3 separate regions of the Sus scrofa genome follow, and all the other regions are linked to region 1. Evidence: chromatin contacts called from public HiChIP or PLAC-seq data. All regions are on one chromosome and are shown on one strand. The core of a region is the stretch at or near the end of the contact, and the rest is flanking DNA. Distances in the headings are between cores, read along the strand shown.

Region 1 (2,854 bases), core at 96-2,595:
GTGGGGTGCAAGACTGCAGATACCCATCCATCCTGATCCTTGCCCTCCGGATGCACGTCATCCAGCAAAATTCTATTGCGTTTAGAAAAAAGCGGCTTCAAACCCCTCCTGTCCACGCTGTTTGTTACTCGCTGGATCTGTTCCCAGTATTTAAAAATCAAAGCTCTGGAGCCTGTACCAGACTCAAGCCCCTTGCCTGCCCTGTGACCCTGGGGGGGTTGTGACCTTGGCCGCACTGACACTTCTCAGCCCCAGCGTCCTCATCTGTACAGTGTTGCTGGGTTGTTTCTCAGCCCAGAACCGGGATGGGGGAGGTATGCAGAAGATGATGGTGCTGGCAGGGAGAGGGGCAGCAGCAGCGGGGAAGCTGGGGAGGGGCCAGGAAACCTGGACTTGAACGTGGTATGTGCAGTGTCAGCGTTTTGCCTGCCAGGACGCACTCCCCCCAGCCTTGGTCATTGATACCCTTTGTTTTCTTCCCTTCCTGTTTCAGATCGCTGCAGGCTTCTCTGAAACCTTCAGTGGACCAGCAGAGGGCTAGTCAGGCACTTGGGTCCTGGCCCCATGTGTGCTGACCACTGAGGTGACCGCCCTGGTTGGTGGACACGCTTCTCAATCCCTTGAGCCTTAGTTTTCTGCCCTGTCAGTTAAGTGGATTGGGTAACCAGGCTGTCTGGCTTTTTATTTTAATCCAGCATTCTGAGGTGGCTTATACCCACTTTATGGTTGAGTTCATTTGCTGGTTACTAGCTGTGTGCATTTGGCAAATAAGTCCGTTCACTGTGCTTCAGCTCCTCCTGCATCAAATGGGGGAAATGCTGGCATCCACCCCCTGGGTAAGGATTGACTCGGTTCTGCCCTTGGACAAAGGCTGTACCCCTAAACCAGAAACTCTTCGTAGTGGCTGGGTCTGGAACCAGCTTTGCTGAGATGTTTTGCTGCTGGTTCTTCCTGAGCTGGAGGTAAAGTCTCCTGTCCACTAAGGATTTAGGGTTCTGGCAGGATCCACTGAGCTTTATGACACCCCCACCCCCACCTATCCTGGCGCCTCCGAGGCTAGAAGAGCGCCTCAGCCTGCATGAAGGAAGCAGCACATGCGCACACACATAAAATTTGCACACACACACACACACACATACACCCTCCTCTCGCTACGGAACCCAGGGGCTGCTCAGATGGGGCAGGAAGGAAGCCAGCCTCCCCAGCTAATCGGCCAGAGCATCAGGGGGGGTGATATGGCGTCGGGGTGGGGCGGGGTTGGGGGGGAGTGGGGGGGGCACAGCCAGACCTGCATCTGTGTGCACAATGACCTCATGCTTTCTCTCCATCCCTGCCCCCCACCCCAGGATGAGGGAGCAGCCAATGAGCACTTGGCTGCTTATTGCCCAGCCCCAGGGGGAGGGCGGGAGCCAGGCTCCCAGCTGCTCAGGGAAACACAATTACAGGCAGGGCTTCAAAGAAGCCGCAGGCTCCGGCGATTCAGAGCTACTCCTCTTCACCCCCCCCCCCACCCCTCTATTTAGCTTTTTAGAAAAGTTGGGAAGAAAGGGCGCACTGACCGTGCTTTCTTCCCACCCTCAGCACCGGACTCTCTGCCGTCTCCATGGCTGCAGCCAGTCCTTCGGTGGCCAGGCATCACCCTTTCCTAGGATGGGGCTGGCAGTGCCATCAGGGTGAGCGGGCAGGCATGGCTCACTGTCCCCTGGCAGCCTGGTGGTCACCATGTGCCCTGCAGCCACAAGCGAATTGTCCAGACCAGCCTTGGGGTGGAGGGAGAGGTGGGAGGGTCAGTCTCTCGGCAGTGATTCCCCCCAAAGCACAGATGGGAGCCATTTGATGTTTTAATTTTTTTTAATGCAATTAATTCAGAAGTGGCCATTCCATTGATTTAGAATCTGTGAGCTGCCCCCAAGGGAATGGTGGATGACAAGAGAGGGCTTGAGGGGAGAATTCATAGAATTGAAGACCACGCTGCCAGTGACTGACCCAGGGTCAGCTCAGAGACAAAGGCTTTGCCACCTAGACTTCTGGAGGTGACCTCCTTGCCAAGAAAGTCAATGGCATTATAAAGAGAAAATGCAGATACTAATAAAGGGTTTTCAACTGAGATCCCATTTTACTAGAGTCTCAACCAACCAACAGATTTGGAGTTTGCGGCTATGCAAACTATACGCCAGGCACTCTGTGTGTGTGGGGGGGGGGGGGGAGATCAATTCCCTGAGGCTGCTTAACAGATCACCACAAACTTGGGGGCTTAAAATAACAGTAACCCATCTTCTCGCAGTTCTGGAAGGCAGAAGTCAAAATCAGGCTGTCCTGGAGGTTTGAGACGGAAATCCATTCTTTGCCTCTTCTGGCTTCTGGTGGCTGCCAGCCTTCTTTGACATGTGACTTTGTCACTTCAGTCTCTGCCTCTGTTCTCACACCACCCTATCTGTCGTCTGTGTGTCAGTGTCAAAACTCCCTCTGCTTCCCTCCTAGAAGGAGCCATGTGATTGCATTTAGAGTCCACCTGGATAATCCAGAAAAAAGCTCTTCCTCTCAAGAATCATAATCACACTTTTTTTTTTTGTCTTTTAGGACCATGCCTGTGGCCTATGGAGGTTCCCAGGCTAGGGGTCTAATCGGAGCTGTAGCCACTGGCCTACGCCACAGCCATAGCAATGCCAGATCCGAGCCTCGTCTGCAACCTACACCACAGCTCACGGCAACACCAGATCCTTAACCCACTGAGCAAGGCCAGGGATCAAACCTGCAACCTCATGGTTCCTAGTCAGATTCGTTAACCACTAAGCCATGACGGAAACTCCACATCTTTTATAATGTGAGGTGAAACCAAAGGTTCCAGCCTTTG
Region 2 (2,854 bases), core at 131-2,630, 230 kb before region 1:
TATCCCATTAGGATGCTGTTAGCAGGGTGAATTAAGGGCTAGGCTTCTGGTGACCCCTAAACCATTCCATGGAGAAGAGGGTACTGCGACCTTTTTCATGTTTTATCCAGACCCTGAGTCTGTGAGTCAGCAGGCGTGGCATTCAAAAAAGAAAGGACCAAGGGAAAAAAAGATTAGGAGTACCCACTGTGGCTCAGCAGGTTAAGAACCCAGCATCATGTCTGTGCAGATGCAGGTTTGATCCCTGGCCTTGCTCAGTGGGTTAAGGATCTGGCATTGCCACAAGCTGCGGCATAGGTTGCAGATGCAGCTCAGATCTGGTGTTGCTGTGGCTGTGGCGTAGGCTGGCAATTGCAGCTCCAGTTTGACCCCTGGCCTGGGAACTTCCATATGCCACAGGTGCAGCCATAAAAAGAAATGAATAAAAAGGTGGGAGGACCAACTGTGTGCCTGTTCTTTCGTGGGGGCAGGGCTTTCTTATTTCATAAAATTAAATAACATTAGGCCACTGTTTATTTAATTCCAACAGCCTTTCCAATAGGAAATTTCTCCCAGATTCTGTTACTTGATGTTTCAATGTTGGAAATATGAGTGAATTCTTAGCATTTTCTGTGACTTAGGTATTTCAGTGGGAAATTGGAAAGGTTGCATTAAGGCTTCCGCTCATAGGCTATTTCAAACAAGAACCAGAAAAACAGAATCGGATTGAATGAGGCAAGGCTCCCATTCTCCATCTGTCTCCTCCTGTTACTGACAGAATGAAATATCAGCAATGGGTATGAACAAAGACCCCACAAGCCAGCAACAGGGGTTTACAGTACTCTATCATTCAAATTAGGCAGTACTAGGAAAATGCTTTAAAATGGTACAGCATTCAATAAATGTGTGGTGGTGGTATCATAAGGTATTATTATCACTGCAGTTTTGCATGCTAAAATTGCCTCTGCTGCTGTTTTAATGAAGGATCACTTCCTCAGTGTTAAAAATAAGCACAGCATTCTGATTTGCTGACGTTCACCAGGAGCTCCACCAGTGGCGGGTACCAGCAAAGGGCTTTTAAAAGTTCATACAGAAGAAATCATCATTTCCCAAGAAGAAGCATTTATTGTTTTCCAAAGGCTGAAGGAAAGCTGTCCCCACGGGTGGCCATGGCAATATTGGGTGGAGGAATTAGAAACGTGCATGGTCGTTCTCACATGACACTCTTCTACTATAAAGAATATTTCTGAGGTTGCTGGAAGTGGTCATAACGATGTGTAATTTAAAAACACTATGGAAGGGAAAAGTGGAACCGTGAACACATGCATTCTTTCAGTGCAGCTGTGGTTAGGGAAAACACCAATATAAAAATAGGCTATTTTTAGGAACTCAATATCTCCGGCCCCATGAATGCTTCTGAGTCATATTTTATGAGGACGACACACTTGGCTACTGTTGGGCTGCAGCTCCCATCCAGCTGGGGGGGATTAAGCAGTGCTGAGCGCTTCCCAGAGAAATTGCTAGTGTGCTTCTGATTGCAAAATCTCTACTCGTGGTATTGACTTAAGTATCAAGAAGAACATGATTTGATTTCTCAAATCCCTGGTAGATAGACGACTGCTCTTAAGCTTTTGAACCATTCAGTTGGCCTCAAAAGTCTCAGGAAAGCTGTAAAATGTCTGTTTTCAGATTCTTAATGTTTAATGTGCTTAAAACTCATGGGACCGTTTTTTAATGAGATGTAGATAGTAAGTAGACCTGTTCTCATGTTTTGACTACAGCGTCTTTTTCCCTGAGGCAGATAGGAAATTCTAATGAGTTTGGAATGTATTGGCAGGAGAAGGCATATCAGATGGGAATTCGCTAAATCCATGTGTGATTGTGTATTTTAAAGCCGTGATGCCAGTCTATCCTGGTTTGATTGAATAGTGGCCAGATGGTTATTAAGAAATAGCTACATGCCCAGCCATGGTTTGAACCCACCTGGGTTTCAACAGAACTATAACAAGTTTATCAGTAAATCAAGGACATGGAATGGAAGCTTATGACATAAGACTTTTTTTTTTTAAGAATAAAAGAAACAAAGTAGAAAGAATTTTGGCTTTTGTTATCTTTGTTATTTTTAAATGGGGATATGTTACTCGAACTCCCCGAGCCTGTGTTTTCATATGTAAAATCTCCAGAGAGAATAAAACCACCTAAGAGCTGGGATGACAAATGTAAGAGGCATAGCAAATATTTGGCTCATCTTGATGAGGCGAATCAGGGATGAAATTAAAAGAAGAATCTGGATCCTGCTGCTGCTTTGGAGAATTGGTGACTGACTCTTGTCCATGTCCAGGGGTAATTTGGGTTGAAGAGATGGAAACACATTCCCCATAGCATCCAGGAAACTGAGGTAGGCACTAAGATGCTAGAAACTTCCATTTATATTTATTATTTAAATGTATTACTTGCGCTGGAAATGTTGATGTCTGCAAAATAAGTACATTCTCTCCTTATATCTAAAAGCTCTTAAAAGGAGTTCCTGTCATGGCTCAGCAGTTAACAAACCCAACTAGGACACATGAGGATTGGGTTCGATCCCTGGCCTTGCTCAGTGGGTTAAGGATCCAACGTTGCCATGAGCTGTGGTGTAGGTCGCAAAGGCGGCTGGGATCCTGCATTGCAGTGGCTGTGTCTTAGGCCAGCAGCTGTAGCTCCGATTCAACCCCTAGCTTGGGAATCTCCATATGCCACAGGTGTGGCCCTAAAACAGCGAAAGAAAGAAGGAAAGAAGGAAGAAGGAAGGAAGGAAGGAAGGAAGGAAGGAAGGAAGGAAGGAGAAAGAAAGAAAGAAAGAAAGAAAGAAAGAAAGAAAGAAAGAAAGAAAGAA
Region 3 (2,854 bases), core at 250-2,749, 160 kb before region 1:
GGAATGCTCTTGGCAAGAGCAAAGAATACACTCTAGACCGTGTCCCCTGGGAAGGGTCAGAATCGACACACCTCATTCTGAATCTCGGCGTCTAACACCCACCTTCCACAGGGGCTGCAGCTCTGCCTAAATTCCAGGCTTTTCTGTCAAGTCCTCACTCACTGTGCTGAGGGCCAAAAGAGAGGTGTTTCTGCTCTTTGGTTCCCACTGGGATGCTGGAAGCCTCCGTTTTGTCCTTTTCACCCTCCACTTCTTTTTTTCTTTTCCTTTCTAAATTTCTCTGTCAGCCTGCTTTGCTGTAAACGATCAGATGCACAAATAACAATAGCTTCCTGGGAAAGGGTTGCTGCTCAGGTGATGGATCTGTGCCAAGAAGTGGAGGGAAGCCCACAACACAGTTTCAGGGAAACTGCAGTGTTCAGATTGCAGTTTCGGGAGAATTGTTTGATTTCCATTAGTGATTCTGGCCCAGAATTCCCCTCGGAATGTAGCTCCGGGGTCTCCTCCTGGGGAGGGCAGGGTGATGGTGGGTGGGGGCACTTTGAGCTCCACGTGCCCCCCTGATACTTGGCTTTCTTGCTTTATTGGTTTAATGTTGAAGAATAGTTCATTGCCGGATTCACATCTCTGATCTTGGCGTTCACAGACACAGAGATGAAAACGAAAGCTGAGAGGTGATCAGGTTTCCCCACGGTCAGGTTTACCCCAAGAGAAAGACATGACACATCCCACGTGCTGGCTCCAGTCCTCAGCAGCTTTCTGAGAATTCCTGACCTTGAGATGTGAGGTGTCCCTGTGAGGCAGAATATTAACTCAGGGAGTCAGTGTAGGCGCATGGGCTTTGATGCATTCTTTGATATGGCCATTGATTAACATTTGTGGCTTAAGGCTCCAGGAAGTAGCATCCCCACAGCCTTGTTTACTATAGGGAATGTACCTACGCCCAGATAGACATTAGTCCCTGATTCCCTGTGACTCAGTTTATCGGAGGAAAAGTCCAAGAAACTATGAGACGTAAGGGACATGTCCACCCCCAGGACCCTATTGCACAAGGACTGATATAACTAAGCAAGGCCAATGGGAGAAGACCACATCTCTCTGGACCCCACGTTGGTACCCCCACCCCATCTTTAAGGAATAAAACCTCTATAGAACAATAGAGAAATGGGGGCTCTTCTCCCCCCTCCCAGTAACCCTAGAAGCTATCTGCTTTCCATTAATAAAAACTTGCTTGCTTGCTGCCTGTGTGTTCGCGGAGTTCATTCTTCGACCGCCGTGAACAAGAACCCAGATTCCAGTATTATCTTTCTGGCATCACCTGTGGTAGGGCTCGTCCACCTCACAGGGCTAGTCAAATGCCTGCTGCTCAGCTAAGTGTCAAGGAAGCAAGATCTAGCTCCCTGGTTGCTGAGACGTCCAGCCAAGAAGCTCTGGCACAGGAAGGTCTCCTGAGTACACTTCCTTCCATCCTGCAGTGAATTAGCTGGGTCAGCCGGGGTCAAGGAGCAAATATCAAGTGACACATTTTCCTTCCTCCTTCCCTAGCACATCCCAGACATGGCCCCCAGGGAGCAGGAGGACGGAAATGCAGGGATCGGATGGACACTCCAGGCCCTTCAGAAAGGAGAGGGAAGTGTCCCCCTCTGTGGTCTTTCTGGCACCCTTTCCCCTCCTCCCATCTCCTCCCTCTGCAAATTGATCTTGGGTCTCCCAGAAAATGACCAGGACCAGATTCAGACAGGAAGGATGTTGCTAAGCCCAGGAGACCTCGACCTGATGGGCAGCAATGGAAAGTACATTTGTGCTATGAGCTCCTACTTTGTGCATTACAGATATTTTCTCTCTCTCTCTCTCTTTTTTTTTTTTTTTTGTACTTTTAGGCCCACACCCGTGGCATATGGAAGTTTCTGGGCCAGGGGTCAAATCAGAGCTGCAGCTGCCAGCCTACACCACAGCCACAGCAACACCAGATCTGAGCCATGTTTGCAACCTACATCACAGCTCACTGCAACGCCAGATCCTTAACCCGCTGAGCGGGGCCAGGGATCAAACCCATATCCTCATGGATACTAGTCAGGTTCATAACCCACTGAGCCACAACGGGAACTCCCTACAAATATTTTCTTATTTCATTCCCAGGCAGTCCTGTGAGGGCTGCTTTCATGTCCATGCCCACTTCTCAAAAGAGGAAAACAGAACAGAGAGATGCAATCATTTGCCCAGGACTGAGAACAGCTGTCAGCATTGGCCAATCCGGGATTGGAACCCAGGCAGTCTGACCCCAGAGACCTCTCTGCAAGGAATATGATTGGGGTCTAAACCGGTGAGAGACTCTTGGGGCCTGAGCTTCTGAGAAATGTATCGTCAAGGGAAGGATGAAGTTTGCCGGATTTGGCAAATGAAAATGCACCATGCCCAGTTAAATCTGAATTTCAGATAAACAACAAGTAAAGAGTGCTTTAGTATAAGTCTGCCTCATGTTGTGAATCTGAAATTCAAATCCAGCTGGGTGTCCTATATTTTGTCTGGCAGCTCTAACTACAGGGCCAGTTTCATTTCTCTCTCTGTCTTGTCTTTGTCTTGTATTAAGTATGCTATCTGCCTGTTTTCTTGGATTCCTCCAGTGTCCTCCTGTGCTTCTGCATATAATCTTGCGTCAGAATCAATTGTTAGCAATGATTGAATATTGCTTAAGTGTTCATGATACGCTAGGGCTTGGATATTGTTCAGAAAGTGGTGACCTGTGCCCTCTGGGCAGCAGGTGTTGGGATTTGAGCCCTGGGCATCTTTGCTTCCCTGTAGATGTAGAAGTAACTGCTGGTGAGAGTGGGAGGTGCCACTGGGGGACTGGAAG

The links. HiChIP or PLAC-seq counts read pairs in DNA pulled down with a chosen protein or histone mark.
Region 2: a contact with region 1 is called in an H3K27ac HiChIP or PLAC-seq map of skeletal muscle. The contact joins two enhancer-like sites. A contact is called at or near these places in 2 of 2 datasets of contacts at active chromatin or transcription factors (alveolar macrophages and skeletal muscle).
Region 3: a contact with region 1 is called in an H3K27ac HiChIP or PLAC-seq map of skeletal muscle. The contact joins two enhancer-like sites. A contact is called at or near these places in 2 of 47 Hi-C or Micro-C datasets (liver and skeletal muscle) and 1 of 2 datasets of contacts at active chromatin or transcription factors (skeletal muscle).

Annotation. Positions count from the first base shown.
Region 1 is chr10:47,868,521-47,871,374 of Sscrofa11.1, forward strand. All of the region lies in intron 3 of FRMD4A (FERM domain-containing protein 4A), which reads left to right. Among named protein-coding and RNA genes, the nearest start is that of PRPF18, 250 kb to the right of the region's middle. Within about 2 kb of position 1,346, at least 31 of the 83 cell types and tissues checked have an H3K27ac peak or open chromatin away from gene starts, as enhancers often do. A contact at or near this core is called in skeletal muscle, where this site is marked.
Region 2 is chr10:47,637,026-47,639,879 of Sscrofa11.1, forward strand. The region is part of intron 2 of FRMD4A (FERM domain-containing protein 4A); the gene reads left to right. Among named protein-coding and RNA genes, the nearest start is that of FRMD4A, 250 kb to the left of the region's middle. Within about 2 kb of position 1,381, at least 16 of the 83 cell types and tissues checked have an H3K27ac peak or open chromatin away from gene starts, as enhancers often do. A contact at or near this core is called in skeletal muscle, where this site is marked.
Region 3 is chr10:47,706,627-47,709,480 of Sscrofa11.1, forward strand. The region is part of intron 2 of FRMD4A (FERM domain-containing protein 4A); the gene reads left to right. Among named protein-coding and RNA genes, the nearest start is that of FRMD4A, 320 kb to the left of the region's middle. Within about 2 kb of position 1,500, at least 7 of the 83 cell types and tissues checked have an H3K27ac peak or open chromatin away from gene starts, as enhancers often do. A contact at or near this core is called in skeletal muscle, where this site is marked.